Linked DNA regions of Mus musculus: regions 1, 3, 4, 5 and 6 are each linked to region 2. Evidence: chromatin contacts called from public ChIA-PET and promoter capture Hi-C data. All regions are on one chromosome and are shown on one strand. Each heading gives the region's core, a stretch centred on a gene start, on an enhancer-like site or on the middle of the called end of the contact. The rest is flanking DNA. Distances are from core to core; before and after follow the strand shown. Region 1 holds the start of 1700003E16Rik (RIKEN cDNA 1700003E16 gene). Region 2 holds the start of Nagk (N-acetylglucosamine kinase). Region 3 holds the start of Dok1 (docking protein 1). Region 4 holds the start of Mrpl53 (mitochondrial ribosomal protein L53). Region 5 holds the start of Lbx2 (ladybird homeobox 2). Region 6 holds the start of Dctn1 (dynactin 1).

Evidence for each region. Promoter capture Hi-C pulls out the DNA fragments that hold promoters and counts their contacts. ChIA-PET counts read pairs in DNA pulled down with a chosen protein or histone mark. Capture Hi-C pulls out chosen DNA fragments and counts their contacts.
Region 1: a promoter capture Hi-C map of liver shows a contact between it and region 2, with 4 times the contacts expected there. The contact joins the promoter of 1700003E16Rik here to the promoter of Nagk in region 2. A contact is called at or near these places in 4 of 39 promoter capture datasets (the C10 cell line, liver and pre-B cells), 1 of 15 datasets of contacts at CTCF or cohesin (large pre-B cells), 5 of 115 datasets of contacts at active chromatin or transcription factors (bone marrow-derived macrophages, large pre-B cells, memory CD8 T cells and 2 more) and 2 of 9 other capture datasets (embryonic stem cells and liver).
Region 3: a contact with region 2 is called in an RNA polymerase II ChIA-PET map of memory CD8 T cells, with 8 read pairs. The contact joins the promoter of Dok1 here to the promoter of Nagk in region 2. A contact is called at or near these places in 2 of 39 promoter capture datasets (neural stem cells and pre-B cells), 1 of 115 datasets of contacts at active chromatin or transcription factors (memory CD8 T cells) and 2 of 9 other capture datasets (adipose tissue and liver).
Region 4: a contact with region 2 is called in a promoter capture Hi-C map of liver, with 3 times the contacts expected there. The contact joins the promoter of Mrpl53 here to the promoter of Nagk in region 2. A contact is called at or near these places in 5 of 39 promoter capture datasets (cranial neural crest, frontonasal cranial neural crest, hematopoietic stem and progenitor cells and 2 more), 1 of 115 datasets of contacts at active chromatin or transcription factors (large pre-B cells) and 2 of 9 other capture datasets (adipose tissue and liver).
Region 5: a promoter capture Hi-C map of liver shows a contact between it and region 2, with 3 times the contacts expected there. The contact joins the promoter of Lbx2 here to the promoter of Nagk in region 2. A contact is called at or near these places in 4 of 39 promoter capture datasets (cranial neural crest, liver, maxillary cranial neural crest and 1 more), 1 of 484 Hi-C or Micro-C datasets (embryonic stem cells), 2 of 115 datasets of contacts at active chromatin or transcription factors (large pre-B cells and memory CD8 T cells) and 1 of 9 other capture datasets (liver).
Region 6: a promoter capture Hi-C map of adipose tissue shows a contact between it and region 2. The contact joins the promoter of Dctn1 here to the promoter of Nagk in region 2. A contact is called at or near these places in 1 of 39 promoter capture datasets (cranial neural crest), 1 of 115 datasets of contacts at active chromatin or transcription factors (pancreatic cancer cells) and 1 of 9 other capture datasets (adipose tissue).

What each region holds. Positions count from the first base shown.
Region 1 is chr6:83,153,525-83,157,916 of GRCm38.p6, forward strand. It overlaps 1700003E16Rik (RIKEN cDNA 1700003E16 gene), which reads left to right and starts at 2,880. Exons shown (of 4, transcript NM_027948.1): 1 at 2,880-3,066. The coding sequence starts at 3,049. Wdr54 (WD repeat domain 54) reads right to left here and starts at 2,855. Exons shown (of 11, transcript NM_001362119.1): 1 at 2,791-2,855; 2 at 2,651-2,721; 3 at 2,125-2,347; 4 at 1,954-2,016; 5 at 1,546-1,612; 6 at 1,398-1,451; 7 at 976-1,103; 8 at 1-93. The coding sequence starts at 2,346.
Region 2 is chr6:83,792,712-83,797,562 of GRCm38.p6, forward strand. It overlaps Nagk (N-acetylglucosamine kinase), which reads left to right and starts at 2,346. Exons shown (of 10, transcript NM_019542.2): 1 at 2,346-2,571; 2 at 4,196-4,280; 3 at 4,466-4,564. The coding sequence starts at 2,543. It also overlaps the pseudogene Gm7443 and the pseudogene LOC665004.
Region 3 is chr6:83,031,102-83,036,013 of GRCm38.p6, forward strand. It overlaps Dok1 (docking protein 1), which reads right to left and starts at 2,370. Exons shown (of 5, transcript NM_010070.4): 1 at 2,270-2,370; 2 at 1,666-1,965; 3 at 1,434-1,527; 4 at 1,130-1,314; 5 at 1-959. The coding sequence starts at 2,329. The coding sequence ends at 150. Loxl3 (lysyl oxidase-like 3) reads left to right here and starts at 3,104. Exons shown (of 14, transcript NM_013586.5): 1 at 3,104-3,188; 2 at 4,354-4,696. The coding sequence starts at 4,381.
Region 4 is chr6:83,106,706-83,110,965 of GRCm38.p6, forward strand. It overlaps Mrpl53 (mitochondrial ribosomal protein L53), which reads left to right and starts at 2,403. Exons shown (of 3, transcript NM_026744.3): 1 at 2,403-2,498; 2 at 2,609-2,721; 3 at 2,817-3,227. The coding sequence starts at 2,407. The coding sequence ends at 2,968. It overlaps Ccdc142 (coiled-coil domain containing 142), which reads left to right. Exons shown (of 9, transcript NM_001081266.1): 6 at 348-462; 7 at 750-927; 8 at 1,050-1,249; 9 at 1,386-2,416. The coding sequence ends at 1,672.
Region 5 is chr6:83,083,985-83,088,820 of GRCm38.p6, forward strand. It overlaps Lbx2 (ladybird homeobox 2), which reads left to right and starts at 2,381. Exons shown (of 2, transcript NM_010692.4): 1 at 2,381-2,638; 2 at 3,699-4,259. The coding sequence starts at 2,440. The coding sequence ends at 4,087.
Region 6 is chr6:83,177,488-83,181,928 of GRCm38.p6, forward strand. It overlaps Dctn1 (dynactin 1), which reads left to right and starts at 2,102. Exons shown (of 32, transcript NM_007835.2): 1 at 2,102-2,418. The coding sequence starts at 2,386.

The DNA.
Region 1 (4,392 bases), core at 1,630-4,129, 640 kb before region 2:
TGGTATTCGGGTCAGTAAGGTGAACTCAGGTCCCGACCTCCAGACACACAGGACACCCGAGTCATCTGCTGTCACCATGTCAGCAACACCATCCTGGGGAGGAAATCAGGCAGGGTTAGCTCTTCTTCCCTTTACAGTCTATGTGGTCCAGAGTCCAGACCAGGAGGGGAGGTGTGGCCATGCCTGCCTCTCTGCTTCTACAGGGAAAGGGTGAGAGGTGGCTCTTTCACCAGCTCACACCATGGACACGTCTGCAGGAGTCTCTCAAGCATAGACTCCTTGCAGCTCCTTGTATGCACTCACAACTGCTGCCTCCCCACCCCCACCCCCATCCCCACTGTGGAGTAGAAGAGGATGTACAATTGTCCTTTTGGGATGGGTGGGAAGACTAAAACCACCATGTCCTGACTTTTTGGAGGTTTTGCAGTGGGCCACAGTCATCACTAGTCCCTAGACCTCTTGACCTGGTTGGTGTCAGGCAGACATACTAGCTGCTCCGAAGGATACAAATGACAAAACCCCATACCCTGTTCCCAAGAGGTTTACAATACAAGTGGGGAGAAGAGAGTTTTTTCTATGAGAGTCGGGCCTACTCAGAGTGAAGCTAAGGGAGAGTCAGAGGGAGTTGAAATTGGGAGACAGCTTTCTGGAAAGACTGGCCTTGAACTGGGTCAGAATAGGGGCACTAGCTCAAGTCCAGGAAAGGAAGGAAGCTACAAGGTTGGCAGCGTCTGGGAGATGGTAGATTCCAACTTCTGGATTCACACCAGCGTCAGAAGAGTTAGGGATTTGTATAAAACACCACTTAGTGGAAAGTATGTTTTTCTCCAGACCTGAGGTTGCTGCTTCTAAGAACGTACAAATGAACCCAAAGCCACACTTCTGCTTATTAGCATTGCTAATACCCACGCCTGGGCCTCCCAAGGGTGAAGGAGTCTCCCAGGCTACTAGAACCGCTGGAGGAAGTGAACTCACCTGCCCCTGGGCACGCTCAGTGGCAATATCTGTGATTGGTGTCTGGTGCCCAGCCAGTTCCTCGCTGAGTACAATGTTGGGACCCTTAGCGGGGATATCAAAGACCAGTACTCGACCGGAACACGTTCCTGCAGCCAGAACCAGTGTCCCACTGATGGCTTCCTGAGTCCTCTGGGTCTCCAGTCACCACAGCCAGCACCCCCTCTATCCCAGAAGTCTTAGTAATAAACTCAGTACTCCCACAGGCCTGACTTTCCATTCACTATCCCTCTCTAAATGTTTTTCAGAGTCTCTGATACCCTTCCTTCCCAGCTTCCCTCTAACTCTTCCTAAGTTCGTCAACCCCTCAGCATCCTCTTGGCTGAGACCCCACAATCATGTACTTCACATACAGGCCCTAGCCCTGTCTCTAGTCTGCTCACCCACACAGATGAAGTGGACGCTGGCAGCAATTCCTCGGGCAAACATAGCCTGTACTGAATACAAAAGCAGCTCTCAGAAACAGCACTTCCCCCAGCCCCAGCGAATTCTCCCAGCCTCCACCCCTGCTCCACATGGTCCTGAAGGTACCTGAAGAAGCATCGCCTGAGTCCAAGGCGTGCCAATAAACCATGACGGAGCCATCAGACTCATACATCTGGAAGATGGGGGCAAGGATGAGAGCAAGATCCAGATGACCCTTGTTGAGTTCTGGGCACTTCACCCAGCCAGGTAAGTCCATTGGAATCCTCAAACTCTGTTCTGGGAGGCAGGCACTATTCTTATCCATAGTTTTCAGAGGAGGACACTGAGGCTACCCGTGCCCAAGGGTCACAGAGTTAATAACAGAAGCAAACTGCTGATGCAGAATTGAAGAGTGAAGAAAATGGAACAAAAGAAGACGAAAAATAGAGGCAGAGTGGGCTGCGCATGTGACATCTAAAAGTGTTATTGGGTGGGGGTGGCGCTGGAGAAAGGGCAGGAGGGTTCTATTCTCACCTGTATCCCTCGATGCGAGGTGAGGACCAGCAGTACTCTGAAGGGGAGGACACACCAGTGAACCTGGAGAGACGCGCATCATAGAAGAGGACATAAGGCGTCAAGAGGATAGGTATTCAAGAACAAGGATCGCACTGATTTAAGCAACACCTCTTTCACTCCTTGCCTTACCTGAGTGATAAGTGGGGGACTCACTCCAGCACCCTCTTTAACGTGGAGCTGGCGCTGGGCCAAGGGCACACCCTCAGGGGCAGCACTGAGAAGCTGGGCGCTCGGTCCATGAACCACCCCAAAATGCGTGAGATCACGGGCTGGCAGCTGCAGTACACTGAGGTTGTTAGACAGGGCGGCGGCAGAGCTACGAAGTGGGATGGAGCGCTCGCGGCGGAACATTCTGAGAGAGAGAGAGAGAGAGAGAGAGAGAGAGAGAGAGAGAGAGAGAGAGAGAGAGAGAGAGAGTCCTAGAGTCACGGCACGACAAATAGGGAGAAGGCCACTGGGGACACTGGGACAGGGGAGAAGGACAATGAGATGCAACCAGGAGACACTGAGAGAGACCCTTGATTGATAGGATCCCCGAGGAAAGTGATGGATAGTAGTCACAAGGAGGAGAGGATCCCACGGAGCTGGAGAGAGCCCCAGGGTTGAGTGTTGCAGCCACCAGGGAATCCCGCAATAAGAATGATGATGTAAATACCTGCTAGTACGGAACGTCTCAGCTAAAATGCAGAATGTGGTCTCCAGCTCTTCTTCCCACAGCTTAGCTACCTGAAGGCCCACGCCAAGGTTAGAGGTCACACCTGCAACCCACCCCCACCACCCTCAAGTGTGCCTTGCCTGACGCCGCGATCCTAAGGTCCCTCCAAATCCGCCGCCACCATAGAGACGACGCACCGACGCACGGCCTCTGGGCGTGGCCTGTGGCTGGAACTTGCGGCGCGCAGCTACGCGGTTACCAAGCAACCGTGGACCACGCCAGGGACCCTCAGCGGGGCCTGGTTGCCGAGGAGACCGTTGGGTCGCGGCCACTGCAGCTACAACGATGGAGGGTCCTGAAGGCAGCTGAAACACCGCCTTGGAGTGACTGTCACGAAAATGAGTCACGAAGGCTCGGTGAGTTTCAGCTAGACTTAGGGAGTGCGCAAGAACTGGGGTTGGCCGGTATCGAGGCAGTGGACTAGCTCTAGGTTCGAGATGGGCATGCCTGTACCTCGGTCCCTGAGGGAAAGGGTCAACGGCTGGACCAGGCCAAGGGCAAGCGAATTCGGAAACAGCTGAACCACTAGTGCAAATAGTAATTCCTTTCTGACCAGGAACCCGTGTTGGTGGGTAAACCAGAGGCACTAGGAAGAGGGTCTGATGGATGAATCACTATCTTGACAATTTCAGGACTACGAAATGGATCAAACAACTGTGAGGGTGACCTTAAAACTTACTTTATTATCATTATTACTTTTTTTTTTTTTAAATCGAGACAGTCTGATTATATAGACCATATTGGCCTCCAACTCAACTCTGCCTCCAGAGTGCTGTGATTAAAGGAATCACATGCGCAACCATGGCTTGCCTTTTATTTTGAGACAAGGTCTCAATGTGTAGCCCTGGCTGGTCTAGAACTCACAATATAGACCGGGTTGCCTTTGAACTCATAGCTTCTTCCCATACCAACACTCTCCCATCTCACTGGTCAAAAACCAATTACCTTTAAGTCAAAAAAAAATTTTATGTATATGGGTGTTTTGTCTGCATGTGTGTTTGTGTACTGTGTTCATGTCTGATGCCTGCAGAGGCCAGGAGAGAGGATCAGATCTCCTGGAACTGGAGTTACAGTTTGGAGCCATCACATGGGTGCTAAGAATCAAACCCAGGCCCTCTGCAAGAGCGGTCAATGTGGGGTCAACTCTCTTACTCCCAAAGTCAAGGCATTTTAAAAAATAAAACAGATTGGTAGGACCTCGAGAAAATGAAAGAGTAAAAAATATCTCTGTTCTCTTGTGTTAAGTGCACGCCACATCTCTGTCCTAGCTGTGGGGGGAGGCCTAAGGGATCGGTTCTTTGGTTTTGCGTTGGCTTTGGGCTTAAGGAAGCAAAGCTTTAGATGGAGAACTAGGCAGCCGCTTGGTTTCTGGGAATTCAAGGCCAGGAACTGAGAATGTAGAGAACAGAAGACACCGGATTGCCTGAGAGAATGAATATTGGAGAATATAAAATAGGAAACAATTAGGTAGATAGATAAAAACTTATATTTGGAGGTAGATTTTGGAAGGAACCATCTTCCTTCATGGTCTCACTTCATGGCCCAGTCTGGCCTTGAACACATGACAGCTGCTTCAGGCTTCTGAGTGCTGGGTTTATTGCTGTGAGCCACCACACCTAGTTCTGGCCCTCTTTACAATTTTTTTTATTATTATTATTACTTATCTACATCTCTTTTGTGAA
Region 2 (4,851 bases), core at 1,096-3,595:
AACATATCCTTGTTGACAACAGTTTTGTCCAAGGGGCTATTGACTGAGTACCTCGTGGGCATGAAGTGGTTGTAGTTATAAACTTTTACAAAGAACTTGATCTTGGATGTCTTGGCAATTTTCTTCTTGCCCATGGAAGCTGTCACTTTTAGGGGAAAGCAGTCAATTCCAGCCACCAGGGCGTGGCTGTAAGGGTGGTCTGAGGTGCCATCATCAATGTTGATGACAGCTTTGTGTCCAGAGTAGCATCTAGCCAGGACCAGCACACTTTCCTGGGTTTCATGAACTTGCTCATTTCGACATTGAGTACCCAGCAGAAAGGAAAAAGGGACACTAGCCTGTGCATTTTTAAAGTGCATAAGAGTACATGTGGATATAAATACAATTAGCTACTGGGTTGGGGATGTAGTTCAGTTGGTAGATAGGTTGTCTACAGTATACAAAACCCTGGGATCAGTTACCAGTATTACATAAGTCAGGCATGGTGGTGATTACCTGTAATTCTAGCACTTGGGAAGTTGAGGCAGAAGGATATGAAGTTCAAAATTCTTCTTGTCTACATAGGGAGGTTGAGATGAGCCTGGGCCACATGACCTCTATCTGATCGGATCTTTAGGAGTTCGAAATCTTTTTTATGTTTAATTTTAAATGATATGTGCACGTATTAGTGGAGAGTGCCCAAGGAGGCCAGAAAACAGAGTTGAATCCCCTGGGGCTGCAGTGACAGGGTTTGTGAGCCCTGATGTAGGTCCTGGGAACACACCTCCAGTCCTTTGCAAGAGCAGCAGGTGCTATTACCCTCTGAGCCATGTCTTGGCCCTGAGGTTTCTCATCTTCATTGTGAAGGGGAGAACTGGCAGCGATTACAGTAATTCTCACCCAAATTCAGAAGTCAATCTTGTCTTTAAACCAAACTTTCTCTCTGTATTCCTTTCTAAACAAGTAATGCAAAGCCAGGAGGGCAGTGTGGTCCTTTCATCCGAGCATTTAGGGGGTGGAGACAGAAAGACTGGGATTCAAGGACAGCCTCAGACACCTCAGGAGTGTAGGGCCAGTCCTGGTGACTTGCAATCTCATTACAAAAAGATTCAAACAACAGAACAAAAGCACATCAGCGCTGTCACAAATGGATCCCAAGACTCATTACACCAGTGCTAAAGGGAACTTTTCCATCAGAATTCACCCACAACATCACACTCTTGCCAAAACTTCCATTCAATCAGAATCCTATGGAATTATCTTTGATTCTAAAGATGTTGTTGGAGGAAGCATTTTCCAGCTCTGAAGTACTGTGAATGGTAATGTCTCACTTCCCTCTAGTTTCTCTATCAGGCAATAATGTTATTTCTATTCTTGAATTATTTGGTGCTTTACTGAGTCACATAGGTAAGAAAGGAGGTAAAGAATTCATTCACTCTGGAACCTTAGAAAGCAAGCCTACACCAAAACATCCTAGCACTTGGGAGGTGGGGCAGGAGAATCAGGAGTTTAAGGTCATCCTCAGCCAGAGTCTGAGGTGAGTTTGGGATATATGAGGCTCTGTGTGCCCACCTTCCCAACTGTTTACATCAAAACACAACCGGACCCAATTATCTGACAGGGAAAGAGGATCCCAGTTCAAGATTTCTCCACAGGAGGCAGGCTCAGAGGTCCGAGGTTGGACAGAGACATGCTAGCCCCAAGGAGACTCCATCTGAAGTCTCAAAGAAATGTCAAGAGCAGCAGACAGTCCTCCTGGCTATTGAAGCTGCCTCTTAAGTAGGGCTGGAACAACCTGGAGCCTGAGGAAACACGCAGGAGTCACTCTTCTACAGGACCTAACGGTATCTTCCTCTCTTCCTCCAGTTCCACTGCACAGTTTAGAGTTGAGCAGGTGGTGGCCAGAAGGTGAAATATGGTCTGTGAGTGCCAGTTTTTAGCATGCTGAGCCAGCATTGCATTCCATGCCAGTCTGGGTTATACAGACGAGATACAGTCCAGAAAGAACAGAGTTGGACTCAGATCACTTGTAGAGCGCTAGCCTGACACACATGAAACCCTGGGCTCTATCCTCACCGCCGCACAAACCTCAGCTGACAGCAGCCTGGGGCCTCACTGAGACCTGCTCAGCGTACTCAGCACAAGGTAGAGTGTGCGCTCATGAGCCAGGGTGGGGTGGTCTGGACGTTGGCTCCCGCCCTGGTCCTCAGACACATCCGCCAGACTCTGAGCTTGCCTCCAAAAGCGTCTGCGCGTGCGCACCCCACAGTTAGCGCGCGTCTGCCAGCTACTTCCGGCTGGCCCTTGGCAGCCCTCACACACCCTCCCAGGAGCCTCAGCTGGGGTGCCGCCTCCTCGCGAAGCAGTCACTTGAACGGCGGGCTAGAAAAAACCGGAGGGGAAAGCTGCGGGAGGCGACAGCAGGGGCGAGAGAGGACGTAGCATCCACACCCTACGCAAGCGCGTCGTAGTCACATGACAAGGGGCGGTGCCCGTGTGGGCGGGAGCGAAGTCACGGCTAGGGTCGAGGTTGCTACGGCGGACCAGCGGTGGCAACGGTAGTATGGCCGCGCTTTATGGTGGCGTGGAAGGGTGAGCGCTGGATCGGCCGAAGGCTGTCCGTCCGGGAGCGGCGGGTCAGGGGGCGGCGGCCCACACCATGCCCGGTGCCTTTGTGCTCCACGGTGCGACCACGCCCCTCCCGGCCATCACCTTTCTGCCACAGGGCTCTTGTGTCAACCTGGAGAGTTGTGCAGAGCTGGGGGGTCAGGTGGGAAGTTGCCGGTCGCGGGTGGACGTGGGAAAGAGGCAGAAGCTGAGACTGAGATTCATGCACAAGGGAACCCGGGAGTTAAGCAGCTGTCACCAGAGCACTGTCTTATCTTGGTGCTCCGGACCCTCCACTGCTGTCGGCCCCGAACGCCCTTGGTTCCTATATTCTCCTGCTTAGAAGCTGGTCTGCTTGACTTTGGGAAGTAGCTCTACTAAGCATGGCTTTGGGTGAGACGTAAGGCAAGGACAAGAGTGAGCAAGATGGTGGTTTATCCGGTCCCCTGCGCGTGACAAGCATTTTGTGGAACTGGGTGTGTCAAATCAGGACCTGATAGGAAGATTTGGTATCCTAGCTGCTTGCTGCTGATTTACCCGGAAGTCTCTTCCCGTGAATTGCGAAAGCGGATGACCCCTGGCTTTATTTATGATACCTTACAAGGAAAAACCCTCAGCACAGCGTAGGAGTTTGCACTTAGCCTTGTTATATTCATATGGAAGGTAGAACTTATTTTTCCCAGTTTGTCAAGAAATTAATTTGGATTTTTAATCTACTGTCTCATGCATTAATATCCCTTCGGATGTACTCTTGATGTACTACTCTTTGAGTTGGATCGAGTCTTTATTGTCTATTACAAGAAGTATTGGTCAGAGCCGGGCGGTGGTGGCGCACGCCTTTAATCCCAGCACTTGGGAGGCAGAGGCAGGCAGATTTCTGAGTTCGAGGACAGCCTGGTCTACACAGTGAGTTCCAGGACAGCCAGGGCTACACAGAAAAACCCTGTCTTGAAAAACAAAAAAACAAAACAAAACAAAACAACAACAACAAAAAGTATTGGTCAGTAGGACATCCTCCTACACGTATCACCCTTCTTCTAAAGTACCACTTACCCCAGGGATTTAACTCAGGAGGGCTTAGTTGCTGAAGGCAGTATGAGTTTCTCCCTGACTGGTGATAGTTTCTCACAGGTGTCTTGAAGACCCTGGTGTCAGAAGATAGGTCCTCAAAGTAACCCTTAGCTGTTGTGAGAGGTCTGCTTATTCCGTCCGACGTATTTACCATAAGTCGTTTGGGCCATGCTCACGATAGGTTAGGAGGATAGGTCATCACTCTGGAGCCAGTGGAGCTCATGAGAAGCTAAACAATGGAATACACTCTTGATTCAGAGCGGTCTTTGCTAGCTAGAGCTTATTAATGTAAGGAGAAGCCCTGCATGAGACAGACTGTGAGTGGGACCTTGCAGAGGAAGTAGGACCTACCAGGCAAAAGGAGCAAAGCCTCCTTTTTCTTTCCAGAGTGTAGCAGGCACTAAACAGGTAGCTTTTGGAGTAGAGGTTGGGTTTGCTGAAGCTGTCTTTGCCCTAGACTTTTGTAAGAGACTACTATGCAAGCATGGCTCTCCGCGTGGAATTCAATCAGGACTGAGTGCCCTCTTGTGTTTTGTAGGGGAGGCACACGGTCCAAAGTCCTTTTACTTTCTGAGGATGGGCAGATCCTGGCAGAAGCAGATGGACTGAGCACAAACCACTGGGTAAAAAAAAAAAAAAAAAAAAAAAAAAAAGAAGAAGAAAGCAAGCCATCCTGAGGGGACCAGAGAACTTGGCCTTCATGTACTGTTCAACTCCGATAGAGGTGGTGTCTGGGTCTCTTAGTAGCTGATAGGGGCAGCACAGATCCTGCAAGCCTTTCTAACTCCTCCTTCCCTCTTGGGGCCAGCTGATTGGCACAGACCAGTGTGTGGAGAGGATCAATGAGATGGTGGACAGGGCCAAACAGAAGGCTGGAGTGGATCCTCTGGTGCCCCTTCGAAGCCTGGTGAGTCAGCTGAAGCCTGGGCCATCAGCATTGCTCAGGCAGGTGGCCAGTAGGACTAGGCGAACTTCATGACGAGAGAAAAGGTCTCTAGGGCCAGAGCCTTTGCTCTTGTCCATTCTTATGGTTGCAGTAATAATCTAAAAGCTGAGGATGGAGCTCCAGAGACCCACTGGTACCTTGATTTGAATCTCAGCTTTGTCACTCAACTTAGTGGACCTTAATTCACTCATCTTCCCTATGCCTCAGTTTCCTCATTTTTGCGAAGACAGATACTAAGAGTTGTTGAG
Region 3 (4,912 bases), core at 1,120-3,619, 760 kb before region 2:
GCTGGGGCTCCCCAGGGCCTATCCCTCAGCCCTGTTTGTTCTACTCCTGGGACTGGTCATCCCTTGACTCCTCTGGTCCCTGGCCCCTCCCACCCTACGGTTTCTTTTTCAGTGCCACCACCCCATTGGACCTCCTATCAGCAACTGTCTCAGGTGGAACCCTCAGACTTGACCCCCGCCCTGTCATTCCCTACTTTAGAGAGTCCACAGTCCCAAGCCCCTGAGGTCCCACTTTTCTGGACCTGGCTGTACAGAGCTGTATCTGAGCTGAAGCCTTTGCTGCCACTGCCACGAGTGGTACCCGATTCGGGAAGGATCAAGCCCTGTGGCTTGGGGGCAGGAGCAGGCTTTGGGCTCCGGGGAGGTGGCACAGCATAGTCATCGGTGGCAGGGTTGTAAGGGAGCTCATAGCCCTCTTCCTTCAGCCGAGCCTGGCACCACCATGCATCCCGAGGCTCCTGAGGCAGATCATAAAGGCCCCGGGGAGGGGCGGGGGCCAGGCCTTCAGGTTCATCATAGATGGGGTCCTCTTTGGAGTCTGTCAGCTTGGTTTTCAGTAACTGCTGCTGCACATGCCCATACAAATCCCAATAGAGAGGTTTCTTGGAATGCACCCCTTCCCCTGCCCCAGCAGGGGTGCTGCCCAGGGGGTCTGAATATACAGAGTCCTGAGAAGGGCCTGGAGGAATTCGCAAGGAGTCTAAAGGCTCCGCATATAGGGCTGGAGGGCTGCCCAGGGGGTCCTGGGGAACAGGAGGGGGAACTGTCTTCCCCTCTGTCTCCCCATCATGGGAGTCAGTTCTGAGGATATCCTGTGCCTGGCCCACCTTTCCTTGGGCTTTCTGCTGCTGGATGGCAGCCTCAACTGCCTGAAAGATGTCATTTCCCTGAGAAGTCTGGAAGGTGAAGGTCCCAGGGCCTGAGGGGCAGCGGCGACCAGCTTCAAAGGAGAACATTACCTGAGGGGGTGGGGGAAACACGTTAGGCGTGTCATAAAAAATGAGTCACAGGCCTGACCAAGTTACTGTATCTGCACAGAAGAGACCACCTGAGAATGGAATTGTCACCTACAGCTACTCAACCTGGTAGCCCTCCCTGACGGGTCATCCTCCCAGACAGCCCCATGCACCTTGTCCCGGCCATAGCGACGCAACAGAGTGTAGGGCCAGAAAAGGAGCGGCTCCAGGATTTGACTCTGCGCACCCAAAGTCAGGAGAGTCAGCTTCTCAGCTTCCACCCTCAGTATGTAGGAGCCTTGCAAGCCGCAGCGTTCAGAAGCCTCGGTCTTCTGCGAGGTTACCCAGAACTGGGATCCTGGAAGAACACATACGAAGGAGAAGGAGCGCTGGGGCAAGTTAGGGACTCGGTTGACTCCAATCACTAGCTCCCCAAGGGCACCTCTTCAACCCACTCCATTCCTGCCAGACATCTACCTTCCCAGGTGGGGCTGTACAGCGAATTCTCCAGCATCTCCAAGGCAGAAAACTTAGGTTGGTTCTCCGTCTGCGCCAAAGCCCAGCCGCCTTTCTGCAGAAAAGGGAACATGGAAGAATTATATATAATTCTCTTGGGTCTAGGGTAGGTGCAAGAAGTCCAGTGCCTCTATAATAGCTCCATCCTCGCAGTGTCCCTTAAGCCCAGAGATGCCCACCCCCAGTCACTCACCGGAAAGGCGGTTCTGCATAAAGTCTGCACCCAGGCGGTGCTGGATACGGCGTCCGCCGCCAGCAGGTGCGAGCGCTGTGCGGTGTCCAGGCGGAAGGCAACAGCGCCGGGCTCAGGGGGACTCTCCACAGTCACCGGCACCACGCTCACACATTCAGCCAGGCGTATCATCTTGCAGTCTAGACGGCGAGAGCCGCCTCGACCCCCTCTAGAGCTCGACCCCTTGTGATCAAAGAATTCCAGCCGCGCCACGCCGTGAGGACTGGCTGGGTAAAGCACAGCCCAAGTTTTCCTCCACCTCTGGGAAAGAACGAAAGACTCGAGAGTGCGCGGTGGTAGCACGCGCCCCACAAGGAAGAAGAGACCCATGAAGGCCGATCTGAGTCTGGGGCTTCCCAGGCTGAGCTACTTTCCCAAAGATAATGGCATCCCAAGACCGCACCAAGGAGGGCACAGCCCGAGACTTTTAAGGGAACGTCTTGGGGATCTACAATTGCCCGCGCGCCGTTCCGACCTTCTTCCGGCCCCTTCCCTCTTTCTGGATTCTTTCACCCACTTCTAGTCCAGAGGGGTTTCGCCATCCCCCACGCCACAAACAAACTACCTTGGTCCCGAAGCGCTGACTCTGCAGAAAAAGCGGACCCTCCATCACAGCCCCGTCCATGGCCCAGGCGATTCCTTCCGCGCTTCCTGGCCCGGAGGGCTGGGGGCGGGGCGGGGCGGGGCGAGGCTGCAGGGTGCCGGAGGCGTGCCCGCCCCTCCCCGGCCCCTGCGGCGGTGATGGGGGAGCGGAGGGCTTGGAGGAAAACGAGCCATCAGGAAGAACTCAGGGAGAGCTCACTAAAGCCTTTATCTTTAGTGGTGCACACAGTGGCACCACTCAGGGAAGCGGTGATCACCAACCAGGGGCCCTAGTGCCTGGGGGGTGGAAGCTGAGAGTGACGACATATGTTTAACGTGACATCAGAGTGAAGGCCGTGACATCACCTGCAGGCACCTCGGGGGCGCCATAATGACCAAGGGAGCCATCGGGACAATAGTTTTCTTTGTGGGACCTTTTCTCATGGCCCAGCCCGGGAATTGGACTGGACTGTTGTTGATACTCTGTCTAGTTGGGGATGTGGAGGAACGGCTACGGGCTGGAAAGCTTCCCGTTGCCACAGGGGCCGTCCTGCTGTCCCGAAACCGTTTGCAAGTCAAGCACCCTGAATACGGCTGCCGGGCCTCCAACCTGCGGGAAAAGAAAGCTTCATTGAGCCGGGAGGAGTGGGAGGGGGTGGCGTGGCTGCAGCCAGCTCCACAGGGGAGGGGAAGATCTAGAGGAGGGAACTGGCCTGGCCGGAATGGAGGGAGAAAGCGGAATGTGGGAGGGCTCTAGGGGACGTGGGAGGGACCAACGAAGAGGGGAGAGGAAGGGGGGGTCCAGTCTCCCCTGGCCGAACACTTTTTTTCTGAGAAGTCCTGAAAGTAATCTCCAGGACCAGGACTCTGCTTCCAGCCTCTGGAGTTGTGCCTAGTCGAAGGTAGGGGAGTTACTGCTGGCCAGCGGGAAGAGGAGTTGGGGATGGAGAGGATGGTGGACCAGGAGAAACGCTGATTTGGGATGGAGTCGGGAAAGCCAACCAACTGACAGTTTTATTATTGGTCAAGGAGCGAAACAGAAGAGTGGAAAGCTGAGCAAACTGTTGGGGATGGAGGCTTCAGGGTGCAATTTGCAGGCCCTACGCTGAACACCAGGGCTTCGGAGCCAAATGCCCCCAGAACAAAGCTGTCTTGTCTGAGTTGGGGGAAGCAATGGAGGGCCCCCCTTACTGTGGAGGACTGTTTTCAGCCTCGGATAGAGAAGGCCTGAGCTGGGGAGCTAGCCCTAGCTTCTGGTTGCCCAGTGACAGAAAAAGAGGTGTTCCAGGGAGCTTGGATAACTCCATACCAAACCCTGCCCAGCTTGAAGCCTAGGTCTCCTGGAGTCCCTGACCCTGCAGCATATTTGCCAGCCCATGTGCTAGGGAGGGTGGCAGAAGGTTCTCCTACTCCGGTTAGCCTCGGCCCTTCCTGCATGGGCATCTGCCCCCATAGGAAACTGAAGAGTCTTCTCATTCATAGTGCTGAGATTTCCAGGGCTGGGCTCCCAGGCTCCCCTTGCCTGTGATGCCATCTGTCTGTCTAACTGCATGGGTCTTGCTGTCATTTCTCCTGTGCCTGCACCTTGGCTTTTATTCCCTCTCCTCATGGTTTTTGCCTCTCTGTGTCATTCCCCATTACTCTGTGCTTTGGTTTTTTTGGTTTGATTAAAACCATCTATCCATATTCAATGTGTCTCTCACCCCGTGCCTTTCTGTTTTTTCCCCTTCGTTCCCACAGTCTCCCTTCCTGTCACATCCTGTCTGGGTCGTCCTCTCTGTGTCTCTTCCCAATATCTCTGTTTACCCAACCCATCCGTAGACTCTCCATCTCTAACCCATACCCACCCCATGGATGAAAGTAAATAGAGATGATGGTGTTGGTGGTAATGATGGCCAAACCAGGGAAGGTTATGGTGGGACACTAACCACAAGTTATAAGTTTTATTATTTGCAAAGGGAAAGGAGAGTCTCCCTCGCCCCCAATCTAGGTCTCTAGGGCTGTGCCTGTTTTCTTTGTGTTCCTACCCTCATTCAGTGTGTGTGTCTCTCCTTCTCTGTCCCTTAGTGCCCCCCTCCTTGGGCCCCACCCGCCATGAGAGCTGTCAGTGTGTGGTATTGCTGCCCATGGGGACTACTGCTGCTACACTGTCTGTGCAGCTTCAGTGTGGGGTCTCCGTCTCCTTCTATCAGCCCAGAGAAGAAGGTAGGAAGCCAGGGGCTGAGGTTCCGGCTGGCTGGCTTTCCTAGAAAGCCCTATGAAGGTCGAGTGGAGATACAGCGAGCTGGTGAATGGGGCACCATCTGTGATGATGACTTCACGCTGCAGGCTGCCCATGTCCTCTGCCGGGAGCTGGGCTTCACAGAAGCCACAGGGTGGACCCATAGTGCCAAATATGGCCCTGGAACAGGTGAGCGATGCTCTGGACTAGCCCGGACATTATCTAAGTGCAGTTCAAGTACATAGAAAAGAACAAAACACCTTAATGGCACAACCAAAGGGACACGGGACACCAAGAATGGGCAGAATCAAGCAAACCCACAGATTATAAACCATCTAACATACTAATTTCAGGGCCATGTGACCTGAAGCTAGCCAGTACTCTCCAGGAGCCTCCAGTGTTCCA
Region 4 (4,260 bases), core at 1,153-3,652, 690 kb before region 2:
GTTTCTAGGAATTGAACTCAAGACTCTAGAGGAGCATTCATTCAGTCACTGAGCCATCTCTCCATCCCCTGGCCATTGAGCTTCTAATACTCTGATTCTACTTTCCAAATGCTGGGAGTCTAGCCGCATGCCCAACACGCCTGACTTGTCATGTGCCTTTGATTACTAAGGAAACCTCTAATCCTAGGTACTGTGCATGGTTTAGGTCCAGACCTCCTTAGAAAATGCCCATGCTCCCACAGTGAGGCATCAGGGTTTTACAGATGCCCACACTGAGACCTCAGAGAGAGAAACACCATTCCCAGTCTAATAGACTAGCCCTTCTTACTTTCTTCCTCCCCATACAGCTCCTGCCCAAAGAATCACTGGGTCTGTTTGTCCAAGAATGCCATAAACAAGCCACACAAGGCTTCAAGCTCCACATGCCGAGGGGTCGATACTGGAGACTTCGATTGTGTCCTGGTAATTTTTCTTTCTTCCTGGTGCTGGAAATGAAACACAAGATTTCACACAAGCTAGACGAGCAAGCCTTGCTGAGTGAGCTACAACCCCCAGCCCACTGTCTTGGTAATCTCTCACTTCCACCTTTCTCCTTCGGGTTCCTGGTATAAATGGTCCAAGCCCTCCCCAGTTGTGGCTCCACACCACTGTCAACATCTTTGTCCTTACCCTTTGTGCCCTTCCTTCCCTCTGGAGCCCACTGGACTTCTGCAGTCTCTCCATCTGTCTTTTCTCTTGTCTCACTCCAGAACCTCCCAGTGACCCTAGTGAGTACGCTCGGATAGTGGTCTACTCTGTGTTGGAGCCTGTGTTGCAAGGACTTCAGGGATTGCCACCTGAAGCCCAAGCCCCTGCCCTCGGCCAGGCACTGACAGCCACACTGGGCGCCTGGCTTGACCACATCCTCACCCATGGGATCCGGTTCAGGTATGAAGGAAAGATGCTAGTGGCAGAGGAAGAATGCCAAACAGGGAAAATGGAGACCATTTGGGCAGAGCAGTCTGGGGAGGCAGAAGTGTCTGGTGGCCACATTGTACCTGGACATCTAGCCTGCAGGGGGCGCTGCAGCTCAAGCAAGACTTCGGAGTGGTCAGGGAGGTTCTGGAACAAGAGCAGTGGGGCCTGTCGCAGGAGCTTCGCCAGACTCTGCTCTCACTCAGCATCTTCCAGCAGCTAGATGGGGCCCTGCTGTGTCTCCTGCAGCAACCCCTGCCCAAGAATCCAGTCCACAGAAGACCTCCCCGTTGCTGTGAGTTATCACCACTCCTCAACCCCAGGCTTTTCTAAGCCCTTCCAGGGGTGCTTTCGAACACCCACACCCAATCTCACCATTGCTTTGGCGTCAGCATTCCCCACCAACCTGCCGTCCACTCCTGCCTTCCCAGGTCTCTGTTATGAGGTCCAGACCACTGAACTGCCCACCAGCAGCCTCAACAGCCTGGAAAACTTGGCACCCCCTCTTCGTCTTGGAGTCTCCCCTGCCCAGAACACTCACCTGCTAAGCACCCTGGGGGGAGGAGGACGAGGAGGAGGGGGAGGGGGAGGACCAGGACCTAGTCCTGAGGCTTACCTGGTGGGAAACCAGCAAGCCTGGCTTGCCCTGAGGCTGCACCAACACCCACGTTGGCACCTGCCTTTTTTTTCTTGCCTGAGGACAAGTCCTGAACCCTAAGTTGACTAGGACCAGGGGTTGCAGATCATGCCCCAGACAAGGAACTGTATGCTAGAGAAGCTTAAACCTGGGTGCTTGATAAAACATGTTCATAAACTAGAGTCCAGAATTGAACCCCCAGATCATCCTAGGATCTGCAATCCAGAGTAATAGGCAAACTACAGCCTGAAATCTGGATGTCGGAAACAATGAAGACATCTTGGAGCTAAAACTAGAAGGGGTCTACAGGGCTAGCGCTCAGGAGACAGGCAAACCTTGCTTTCTCTCGAATCCCAGGAGCAAAGCGAAAACTGATTCATGAGGAAACACAGACAAAGCAGACATTTCTACACGTGGAGGGCAGTCTTACCCCTTCCCCGTCTCTGTTTCTAGTCATTAGGCTGTAGGGCCTGGACATTTAAGCCTTGGCTGTTGCTACAGGGGCAGGGCTTGCCTTCTGCTGGGTGGACAGTCCCCGCAGTGACATCCTTTCCAAGGAAGGAGCCAGGATGTGGGGTGGTGCTGACCTAGATCTCGCAGGCAGGACCCCGAGGGAGAGGGCTGAAGGACGTTTTCCTGCGAAGGGGATTTTGCACATTCACTGCTTATGCTGTGTGGCACAGAACACTGCTAATGGCTGAAGTATTCGCGGGTGGCCCCGGAGGTCAGCCGCGCGAAGTACCGCGGAGCCGCCGGAAGCGGTCCGTTCCAATAAACCGATCCCCAGTGCTACTCCTTCCGGGGTGGAGGTAACCATGGCGGCGGCTTTGGCTCGGCTCGGACTACGGCCGGTCAAGCTGGTTCGAGTTCAGTTCTGCCCGTTTGAGAAGAACGTGGAGTCCACGAGGTACGGGTTCTGGGGAGGTGGGAGGCGTCCGTGTTCCCCACGCGTGCGCGCGCACCCTCGTCCCGGCTCCCTGGTCCCCCGGACGCGCTCACGCTGCCCTCCGGCCGCAGGACCTTCCTCCAGACGGTGAGCAGCGAGAAAGTCCGCGCCACCAACCTCAACTGCTCTGTGATCGCCGACGTGAGGCACGACGGCTCTGAGCCCTGCGTGGACGTGTTGTTCGGTAAACCTGGTAGGGACGCGGGTGGGCGAGGGCAGATCGCCGCCATAGCCCTGCATAGTCAGGGTCCCTAACTCATCGGTTTGCATCTCCCCCAGGAGATGGGTATCGGCTGATTATGCGCGGTGCCCACCTCACCACTCAGGAAATGTTAAGTGCCTTGGCCTCCCACATCCGGGACAGGAACGCCGCGGCAGCATCTGCACCGGGCGCAGACAAGGTCGCCCCGGGTACGAGTACCCGCCGCTGATATGGCAGAAGAGTCCAACAACCAAATGTTAGCTTGAATCTAAAGACAGTGAGTGGTCTGAGAAGACCTGGGCTTTAATCACTCAAAATGCTGCATGGAGCTCATGATACGGAGCAAGAACACTAACAACAGGGCTTCTGGGGCAAGATAAGTAAGTTTGGGTGGTGAAGGGCCCCGACAAATTGGAATTTTTCTTTCTCAGTGTTTAACTTTATTTGGATCTGTCAACCAAGTACATTTTAATTAAATATTTATTGCCAAATGAATGCTATTTTTCTCAGGTTGTTTACTTGGATTTTGAGAGAGGGTCTTACCATGAGCTAACCTGAAACTTAGTAAGAAGACCAAGGTGGCCTAGAAATGTGAAAGCATTTTTCTGCTTCAGGCTCCTCAGTGCTGGGATTCTAGACAGCCACCACCCTCAGCCTACAGTACTCATCTTCCTTAGTAGTGTTGTCTACTCTTCATTCACTCTCATGGAACCACCCATTCTGTCATAATTTCAACTACTCAGGATTTAAACCCTACCTTTTTATTTGGTTCTAACCCCATCTTCTATGATTAGCTACTGCCAATTTCCCCCATATGCCACCAACATTCTTTCCTTCAAGTGGAACGGTCACTTGGCTCTTCTGACTTCCTGCTCAGCCTTCTAGGCTAGAAATGTAGTGTTTCCTCTCCTATCCCTTCCCTTTCTCCGTAGATCCAACCAGTCTGTCTGCACTGAGGGGAAAGAGAGGAGCCAGCCCCGTCTATTGGCACACACTATCCAGGCTACTCAGGAGGCCAGCCTGGTCTACTTATCGAGACCCTTCCATTCTCACTCATTTCCTGTACCACTTTTATTCTCCTGCCTGGTGTCATTTTCCCTTATCATTTTAGCTGCTATGAAATCTCATCCTTCACATGGGTAATAATGGCTTACTTCCCACAGTCCGGAAATAGTTTTTGGTTAACATCCATTAATGTGACCATGAAGTCATTTTAGAGGATCAAATGGCATAAAAAGTTATCCATTCGAGGCCAGAGGAGTAGCTTAGTGTTTAAGAGCACTAGCTACTCTTCCAGATGACCAGGGTTCAATCTCCAGTACTCACATAGCAGTTCACAACTGTAACTCCAGTTCTAGGGCATCTGACACCCTCTCACAGACATGCATGTAGGCAAGACACCAATGAATGCACATTAAAAATCAGAAAAAAAAGTCGTACAAAAAAAGTTATCCATGCATGCCATGTGTTATTTTTTTTTTAACTTTTAGTTTTTATACCTCTACCTCCCTTCCAACCTTT
Region 5 (4,836 bases), core at 1,131-3,630, 710 kb before region 2:
GACCTGTAGTGCTGAAGCTGTAGATGCAAAAGAACTGGGCGCCAGGGAGCTTCTGCGCTCCCCAATTGCTACAGGCAAAACTATGAGAGAGCTGAGTGCCCCCCTCAAGCCCAGAACCCACGTTTAATCTCTTAACATCCCTCATTAATCACTCACACTCCCCTGGTCCCCCTCTGTGGATCCAGTTTCTCCCCAGCTCATGTTCCAAATGCTTAGCCAGGAGAAGCCCCCCTCAGTGGCCCCAAGATAGTCTGGACTAATCCCTGGGCATTGGTATGTCCTTAGTCTCTGATGTTGGGGCATTGTCCTTTTACCTTCTCCACGTCTCTTCTCTGTCTTTCCCCAAACTTGTGTCTGAGGACCATCCCATCCCTTCCTTACCTGAGCCCATCTGCTGAAGGGAGGAGGTAGGCAGGAGAGATGGAAGGAAAGGAAGGCAGAGCCCCTCGGGAGAGCCTCATTCCGCACGCACACACAGGAGTAATTGAGAGCAGAGGTAAAAGGACATAAAAGCCACGTAATGGATACACGGGGAGAGGTTGCAGTGTCTGTTGGGTGACAGGACTGGGATGCGGTAGGGCAGTTCCCTCTGCCTCCTGGGACCTGCTTTAATTGCATATTAAGTGAAACCACAAGGGTTGGGCTGAGGGCTGAGGCTTGAAGGAGAGGCTCTCTAGTGCCCTCCCTACCCCTCCATTAATAACTAATCGACAAAGTCCTGAGGCAGCTCAGCTTTCCACTGAGGCCTGGCTCTGCTCTCTGACCCTGCAGTGCCTCCTGAAGCCCAAGAGCATCCCCCAGACCCCAGGAGAACCTGGGTGCCTGAAGGCTCAGAGTATCACCAGAAGAAACTCGGGACGGGGAAAACACCCCTCCTACTAAGGGGAGTGTCCTATTGTCGAGTAGCCTTTGGCCCAGGTTTCCAGGGTCTCCTAAGACCTTTTTGGAGCACCCAAACGCTTAAGTTAACTTGCCCCAAGGAGGAGGTCACTGAATAATAGTGGGAGATGGAGAGGCTACAGGAGAGGTGACATTGGGAACAATGTAGGAGAGACTGTTCTGGCTTTTCATTGCACTCCCAACAAAACAAAACAAAGCACAACAAGCATAAATAGAATTCTCATTTTGACTGCACAGTGGCTCACTCCACAGACGACTGAGCCAAGGTTAACTTTGAGTTTGAGCAGAGCCTGGACTACATAGTGAGACCCCAGCTCAATCATAAATAGATTGATTAAAGTTAAAGCCAAGTATGGTGGCACACACGAGACCAGCCTAGTCTACATAATAAGATCCAGGACAGTGAGAGCCTGTCTCAAAATAACAACAACAACAATAATAATAATAATTTAAATGAATTTTGGCTTGCATTTGCAACTGCCCTAGCAATGAAGAGGCTTGCTCTTTGGGAGTAGCCAGTCTATACCTATAAGCTGTAAAGCTTTCAGCTATCTGAGGAAGATTGCCTAGAAAAGGAACCAGGCCTATGCAACCTTACTGACCCAGCTTTGTTAAGCCAGAGTTGCCTTATTTCAGCTCAAGATGATCATGGAGTGCTAACCCAGATACAAATAAACGTGGAGGAGATGGGGACAGAGAACACAAAACGCAATGAACAAGCCAAGCCTTCCATTAGTCTTCCCTGGAGAGTGAGTGATCCTACAGGAAGTCACACCTGAACTCTGAGGACTTAATAAAAGGATAAAGTCAGATCTATAGCAAGCCAGTAAGAAGAGCTGGCCCTCTGGAGTCCAGTCCTCACTAGCCAGGAGCCCTCTGAGCAAGTAGTACCAGCCCAGGTCTCTGAGATCCTTTTGGGTGGGTTTTAACTTACTGGAGCCTCCAGGCTACAGTGTGGCCTGCCCCATTCCTTGTGGTATCATTTTATGACAGGTATTCCAATAGGCCAGGTTCTCGATCCTGGACCCCCACACTACACCAACCATCTCTAGCCACCATCTTCTCTTTAAGACCTTTTCCCAGGGTTGGGTGAGAAAGATAGGCAAAGTTAGGATGCTGAGTCCCTAACACAATCAGCCCTGATCCTGTTTCTCAGAACCCTGCAAGTCCCCAGTCCTTGAGGCCAGGGAAAGCAATTTTATTGCCCTAGAATTTATGAGCCAGAGTTTAAGTAGGGAGCCAAGCAGCATGCAATCCAGGGGAGTACATCCAGTTTGAATGTGCACCTCAAAATCAGAAGCCATGGGCTTCTTTCTACTCTATAGAAGAAATAAGGCTGCCAGTACACCTATGGGCACCCGATTCACTGAGGCCCTTGGAAGGAGGTGGGGGTGCAGGAGGAGGGGACGTGGGGCTTCAACTGAGCTCTAGGGGGCGGGTCCGAGGCAGGGGGCCCAGATCGGAAGCTGAGCGCTGGGGGCCTAGGAGGTTGTGAAGCCAAGCGCAGCAGAAGGCGGGATCGCTACAATCCCGCTTGCCATGAACTCTGTACATCAGCGCCGGACACCCTTTAGTATCGCAGACATCCTAGGTCCGAGCATGGTCCCCGAAGCACCTTCTGCACCGCAGCTTCCCGAGGCCGGCCCTGATCCCGCGTCACCACTGTGTGCGCTGGAGGAGCTAGCAAGTAAAACTTTCCTGGGCCATTCCCCGCGGGCTACACCACAGCCTTCTGAAGGTACACGCCAGCCAAGTAGCGGACTTGAACTGTGTGTGTGTGTGTGTGTGTGTGTGTGTGTGTGTGTGTGTGTGTGTGTGTGTGCGCGCGCGCGCGCGGATCTGTCTGTCTGTCCCTGTCTATATCTGTCTCTCCCTCCACCCCCCGCTTCACTCTCTCGTCCTTGGTCACAAAGTTTTGTCTGGCCCTGGCTGGTCATTTTTACCCACCCCCTGCCTTCTGCCCAAGTGTCAGGAGTTGCATTTGACAGGGCTCGGCAGGTCTCCTGAGTTAGTTCTGAGACTGCAATTGCTCCAGGGGGTGGCAGGGGCTGAGGGGTACCGCCAGGCTGGAGCGAATCCAGGGACCCGCTCGGCTGCTGGTACGTTCGCTGTATGCGGGGTAATCATGACCAAGAAAGGCTGTGGAAGAGAAAAAACGCTTGAGCTGCTGGCAAGAAAAGACTGAGGCAGGGCTAGGACAAGGCAGAAAATTCCTCCCAGCTACCTAGCCCCAGCTACCTAGCCCCAGCCCCAGCCCCAGCCCCAGCCCCAGCCCCAGCCCCAGCCCCAGCCCCAGCCCCAGCCCCAGCCCCAGCCCCAGCCCCAGCCCCAGTCACTTCTTGAGCCCTGTAGAAGATCCTTTGCAGCACTATTGGGCACAGGAACCGCCTTCCGCCTGCCTTCCTTCCCTTTGGGCTCCCGGAAAGAGAGCTGGTGTTAAGGACTTTATTTGGCCAGATGGGTCACCCGACCTCAATTTGGCCTCTAACTTACTACCACGCACAGCCTGGAGCTCCAAACGGCGTCAGAGACCTTCTCCAAACGGTCTTGACTCTCGTACCAGATCTCTGGTCAGTCCCACTCACCCTCTACCCGCTGGAGTAATCTCATCTCTCTGTCGTCAGCATTCCCACAGGCCTGCTGCACTTCGAATCCGGGTTCTGACCCGGTGTATAGGGATCGTGATGCTGGCCCACCCCGCTCCCTCTACCTGCTTAAGCCCCGCGACCCTAAGTTTTTCCATCCAGACCTCAGCCTCCTCCAAAGCCGAGACTGACATTTCCGTCTCATCCTGGCAGGCAGAGCCGCCCCGGAGGCGCCGCCGGGGCCTGGCGCTGGTGTCCGGAGACGCCGCAAGTCTCGGACAGCGTTCACTGCACAGCAGGTGCTGGAGCTGGAGCGGCGATTCGTCTTCCAGAAGTACTTGGCACCGTCAGAGCGCGACGGACTTGCTGCGCGACTGGGCCTGGCTAATGCGCAAGTGGTCACTTGGTTCCAGAACCGTCGCGCCAAGCTCAAGCGGGATGTGGAGGAGATGCGCGCGGACGTGGCCTCCCTATGCGGGTTGTCCCCTGGAGTCCTGTGTTACCCAGCACTGCCAGACAGCACTTCAAGCCCTGACCCTGGCCCTTCAGGGCCCGATTCTGAGCCCAACTTATCAGATGAGGAGATACAGGTGGACGATTGAAAGTGAAGCTGCTGCCCAGCCCTGGATTTTAGGGCCCTGGACCCCCTGCTAGAGGCCTTGTCTGGGTTCCCGGGTGGAGGGTAAACACCCATTTAGCTCTGTTCTGTCTCTTACTCCACACTCCTACTTTTCTTACTCGTTAAAGAATAAAGCCGCCACTCTGCTGCTGCAAGAAGCCTCAATTCGGAAAGCCCGCAACCCAAACCAAGGCAAGCCGCTACTCACTGGGAAATTCCTTGCGGCTCCTTTAAAACTTCTTTTAGCCCAAGTAGCAAGCCTAAAAGGTATGTGTCTGGCTATGGTTATTTTTCAAAAGAGGCTTGAGGTCAGGATTTGTACACAGGCATTGGCCACTCCTCAGAGACCTGGCTTGTCTTTCACCTCTGGAGACACTGGATGGAGAGGAAGTGGGTAGGATTCTAGTGGTGGCTTCCGGCCACTACCCCCTACTGGCTACCTTTGTTCCCAAGGCTTGCAGCCTTGGAGACCTCAGTACTAACCTTTAGGTTGGCCCCTATATGATAATGTGAGCCTTCTACTCTTAATTAAACTTTTACTAGGTTTCCTGCATTAAGAAAGCCATAGTAAGCTTAGTGTAGGTGCACACCTGTGATCCCAGCACTTAGAAGGTGGGGTGGGGGGCAGGAGAATCAAGAGTTCTAAGTCAGCCTATATCACAGCGCACTCGCGCTTACGCGCGCCCCCCACCCCCACACACCACACTAAACAAACAAACAAAACCTCTATGA
Region 6 (4,441 bases), core at 852-3,351, 620 kb before region 2:
ATGGCTGTGACCCACCATGTGGTTGCTGGGGTTTGAACTCAGGACCTTTGGAAGAGCGGTCGGTGCTCTTTGTTTTGCATTGTGTATGGCTGTGTCTCTATGTGAACATATACACAGTGTGCATACATAGGGAGGTCGGAGGAGTCAGATCCCCAGAGCCACCTGATGTGGGTGCTGGGAACCAAACTCAGGTCCTCAGACATAGGAGCTGGACATGTACTTAACAGCTTAGCCATCTCTCTAGTCCTTATTTTTATTTTTAAAAAGGATTTATTTTAAAGTAAGTGTGTGTGTGTGTGTGTGTGTGTGTGTACACACATAAATAGAGGTTCCTGCAGCAGTCAGAGGCATCTCATCTTGAGCTGGAGTTACAAGTAGTTGTGAGTGGCACAGCATGGCTGCAGGTAACCATGGTAACAGAGTAAACTCAGGTCCTTTGCAAGAAGAGCAAGACCTTTTAGCCACTGAGCCATCTCTCCAACCCCTGTCCTAAATATTTTATTTTTTAAGTTTTATTTTATGGTGTATGGGTGTTTTGCCTGCATGTATGTCTGTGTAGCATGTGTGTACCATGCCCTTGGAGTTTAGAAAAGGGTAATAGATCCCCTAGGACTGGAATTAAAGGCACTTGTGAACCTCTATGTAGGTGCTGGGATGAACCTATGGTTTTTTTTTTTTTTTTTTAAATGGTTTTTTCGAGACAGGGTTTCTCTGTATAGCTCTGGCTGTCCTGGAACTCACTTTGTAGACCAGGCTGGCCTCGAACTCAGAAATCCGCCTGCCTCTGCTTCCCAAGTGCTGGGATTAAAGGTGTGTGCCACCATGCCTGGCAAATCTATGTTTTCTGCAAAAGCAACCAGTGTTCTTAATTGCTGAGCCATCTCTCTAGCCCCCGTTTCTGTTCTACCCACTGAGCAATCTGCCGAGCCCTAACGTGATGTTTTGAAATGTGTTCTGTAGGCACTCTGAGTGGGTTTAGTACGATTGTCTGGGCTGGGGTGGATATGAAGGCAGAGCAACCTGGACACTGCGGGGGAAGCAGAGGTGGGGTCCTGATGGTTCTGGGCAGAAGTAAGGCACAGAGACTGTTTTGGTTGAGAGGTTAATCTAGCATATAAAGGGACTGGCTTCATTATGGTGTTCTTCCAGGTGGGCATCACCTAACAGAACTGCTTTGTGGCATTATCCTGTGTTAGGCAAGTGTGCAGAGTGGCAGAAATTGCAGTCTTGTCAGTGAAGGAAGACAAGTGTATTCAGGGACTAGGTCCACATTACAGCCAGGGGATCCAGTGGTTAGACCCCAGGCCCTTTGCTTAAGGGGTAAGACCTTAGGCATTGACCTGTGAATAATAAATGAGGTAGCATGTGGAAACCTTTGACTAGAATAAGTAGTTTCATTAAATTAACACCATCTGTTTTAAAATTATGAAGGTAATATAACATAACTAAGGAAGCTTGTGAAGTACACAACTATAAAAAATAAGTTGGCTTGTTGAGTCTGATGTTAGAAGACAAGGCCAAGGGTAAAAGAGATGAGGACCTGGGTAAAGTGGACTTGGGCCAAGGGGACAGTGAGGTGCTTAGCTTTTGAAAACTACCTTTAATAATCCCATTGAATGTGATATCTTGGGGATCAGAGCCTGCCTGACACAGGCAGAGGAGGGAGTGACTGTGGGGACCTCTGCTGTTGCAGGGGTGGGGAGCTGGGTACTCATGGCTTTCTCTGGGTGAGCAGGCTTCTAGCTCTGCCCCTCCTGTTTATCTGGCCCAGTGTAAGACAGAGATCGAGACCCTCGTCGTGTGGAGTCCAGACATCTTTCTGGTAGGGTGACACAGAAAAGCAGCAGAAGGGACTAGAAGGCCTGTGAAAGCAGTTTGATGAAGTGCTGATCATTTTGAAGTGGCACTTGATGCTTGGGGACCTGCTGAAGCCTCACTCACTGGGACTGGGGGCAGTGATAGTGAGGGGTACAGGTGGGGAAGAAGTGTCACCTCCAGAACCCTGCCTGCACTCTGGTGCTGAGGATTTCTTGCCTACCCATCCCTGGGTTCGTGTGAAGGAGGGGAGCACTAGGACCCAGAGGCCAGCATGCTTCCTGACAGTCTAGAGCAGCACTAGCGCAGAGTGAGACTCATCAGCTGGCAAGCGGGGCTCAGTGTCTCTGGGTTCAGGAATCCTTGGGCAGTAGAAGGGACTTACTCCTCAGCCCCATCACTGCTCCTGCCCCTCCAGAGGGAGGACCATGGACGGAGGGAGGTCCGTGGCTAACGGCTTCTGAGCCGTCCGTCCATGCAGGCCCATCACCCTGACCCCTCCTGCCTAGGTTTCTGCCTTTTCTCTGTCTTTGGCTAGCTGGGGGAGGGGGTAGAGTCCGGGTGAGCAACATGGCCCAGAGCAGGAGGCACATGTCCAGTCGGGTAAGTGGCCCCAGTCAATATGGGATGGCCCTGGGAGGGCTGCTGGACCAGGCCGGGTGCCTGTGGACATCACTTGTGTGGGGGCTGGGGAGGCAGGCTGGCTCTCAGCTGAGGTACTCACACACTGGGCTTCTGAGGAGCCTTCAGAGCGCTGACAGGGGCAGGCTGGACAAGGTACCCCACCCACCCACCCAGTTGGGTCCTAACTGGGGCCCAACTAGACTTGACCTCTGACTCCAGCTGGCTCTGAGGCCAGGGATTTCTGAGGGGTCCAGTCTGTCTTTGACTGGCCTGGGGGTCAGAAGGCCTAGCTGTGAGGCTCTTTTCAGATGCCCTGCTATCTGCCTCTGCTCTCTCCTCTGTGAGGTTAGATTTGCATCCACTGTTAGAGCCACCTGACTCCGAGAGGCGTGTTGGGAGGTGTGGGAGGGTCTTTTCTGAGTTTGTGTCCAGCCTTGATATCATTGGCAGTTTCCTTTATTGTCAGGCCCATGAGCTCTTCATTGTCCCTGGTATAGTTTGAGGTCCCCACATCCCTAGGAGCTCTGTCCTTACCTTACTGGTGGGGCTTTGTGAAGAGAGGGGCTAGGGAATGACAGCTGGGAAGGGTTTGACTTCCCAGGCTCTGGCAGGGCTCCTTTCTGAAGCTAACTGTGGTGTGTGTGTGTGTGTTTGGGGGGTATCAGGAAAGACCCCTCCCCCGAGCCTTTAGGTCCACGGGGGTCACATTTTCTTGCCTTATTTATTTGCTACAATCTCTCTGGTTCATGGAACAGCTATTGCTAAAAATGGCTTAGGTGTGATTTTCTTCCAAATCGTGGTCTGATCTGGGACCTAATTTCATGTGTTCTGTCATCACGGGTATGTAAGAATCTGGGTATGACCCAAGGACAGCGTTTTGTTTGTACCTTTGCCAACCCAGATGAACTACTGGGCAGGGTTTGAGGACAGTAAAGGGCTAACTTGAGGTATTTTGTTTATTTGTTTGTGCTCTTCATTTTATGACACCGTGGCCTGCAGGGTTTGGGGGAGAGCAGACAATAGGACATGGGCCCTGAGGAGGGTGCTGGTGAATGTGCTGTAGTCAACAGTCTAGCAGTGCCAGGTAGATATGGAGATGGACTGACAGCAATCATATCAGCAAGGCATGGTGGTGGCTGTGGCCCTGGAAAGAGGTGCAGTTCTGTCTTTCTGAGAAGTCTAGGTGGACGTGCTGATGCGTGCCAGTGAGCCCAGCATTCAGGGGGCTGGGGTAGGAGGGCTGCAAGTTTCAGACCAGCCTAGGGTGGTACTGAGATTCTGTTTCAAAGAACAGTGACAAAAATTTTAAAAGGCTCGTGTGCACGCACACACACACACACACTCAGGAAGAGGAGGAAGAGGAGGAGGAAGAAGAGGAAGGAGAGGAAGGAGGAAGAGAAGAAGAGGAGGAGGAGGAGGAGGAGGAGTGGAGGAGGGTGGAGGAGCTGGAGAAAGGCATTTGGTTTGAGTCCCAGGGAGACCGAGGACAGTGGAGAGAGCCACCACTGAGCTGCTAACTTTCTCAGCTCTGGTTCCTGGGACAGGGTTGTGGGGAGCCTGGTCTGAATTGAGTTGTTTGCTTGTTCTTACATCCTTTCCTTGGGGACAGTACACCCTAGAAGCAGCTATATGGTGATATTCAAAGATCTATCAGTAAATCCTAATTTGTTATACAATTTAAATATAAATTCTTTTTTAAAAATTTCAGTAGATTCTAGAGAATTTTAGAGTCTTTTTTTTCTTTTAAAGATTGTTATTGCTGAGCTGTGGTGGCACACACCTTTAATACCAGCACTTGGGAGGCAGAGACAGGCAGATCTCCAAATTTGAGGTCAGCCTAGTCTACAGAGTGAATTTCAAGACAGCCAGGGCTACACAGTGAAACCCTGTCTCTAAAAAACAAACAATAAAAAATGGATTGCTTATTGTTCATTTTTGTGACATTTTTTTTTCTAGAGTTTCTTCTTACTGTAGGCCAGGCTGGCCTCGAGCTCACCGGGTA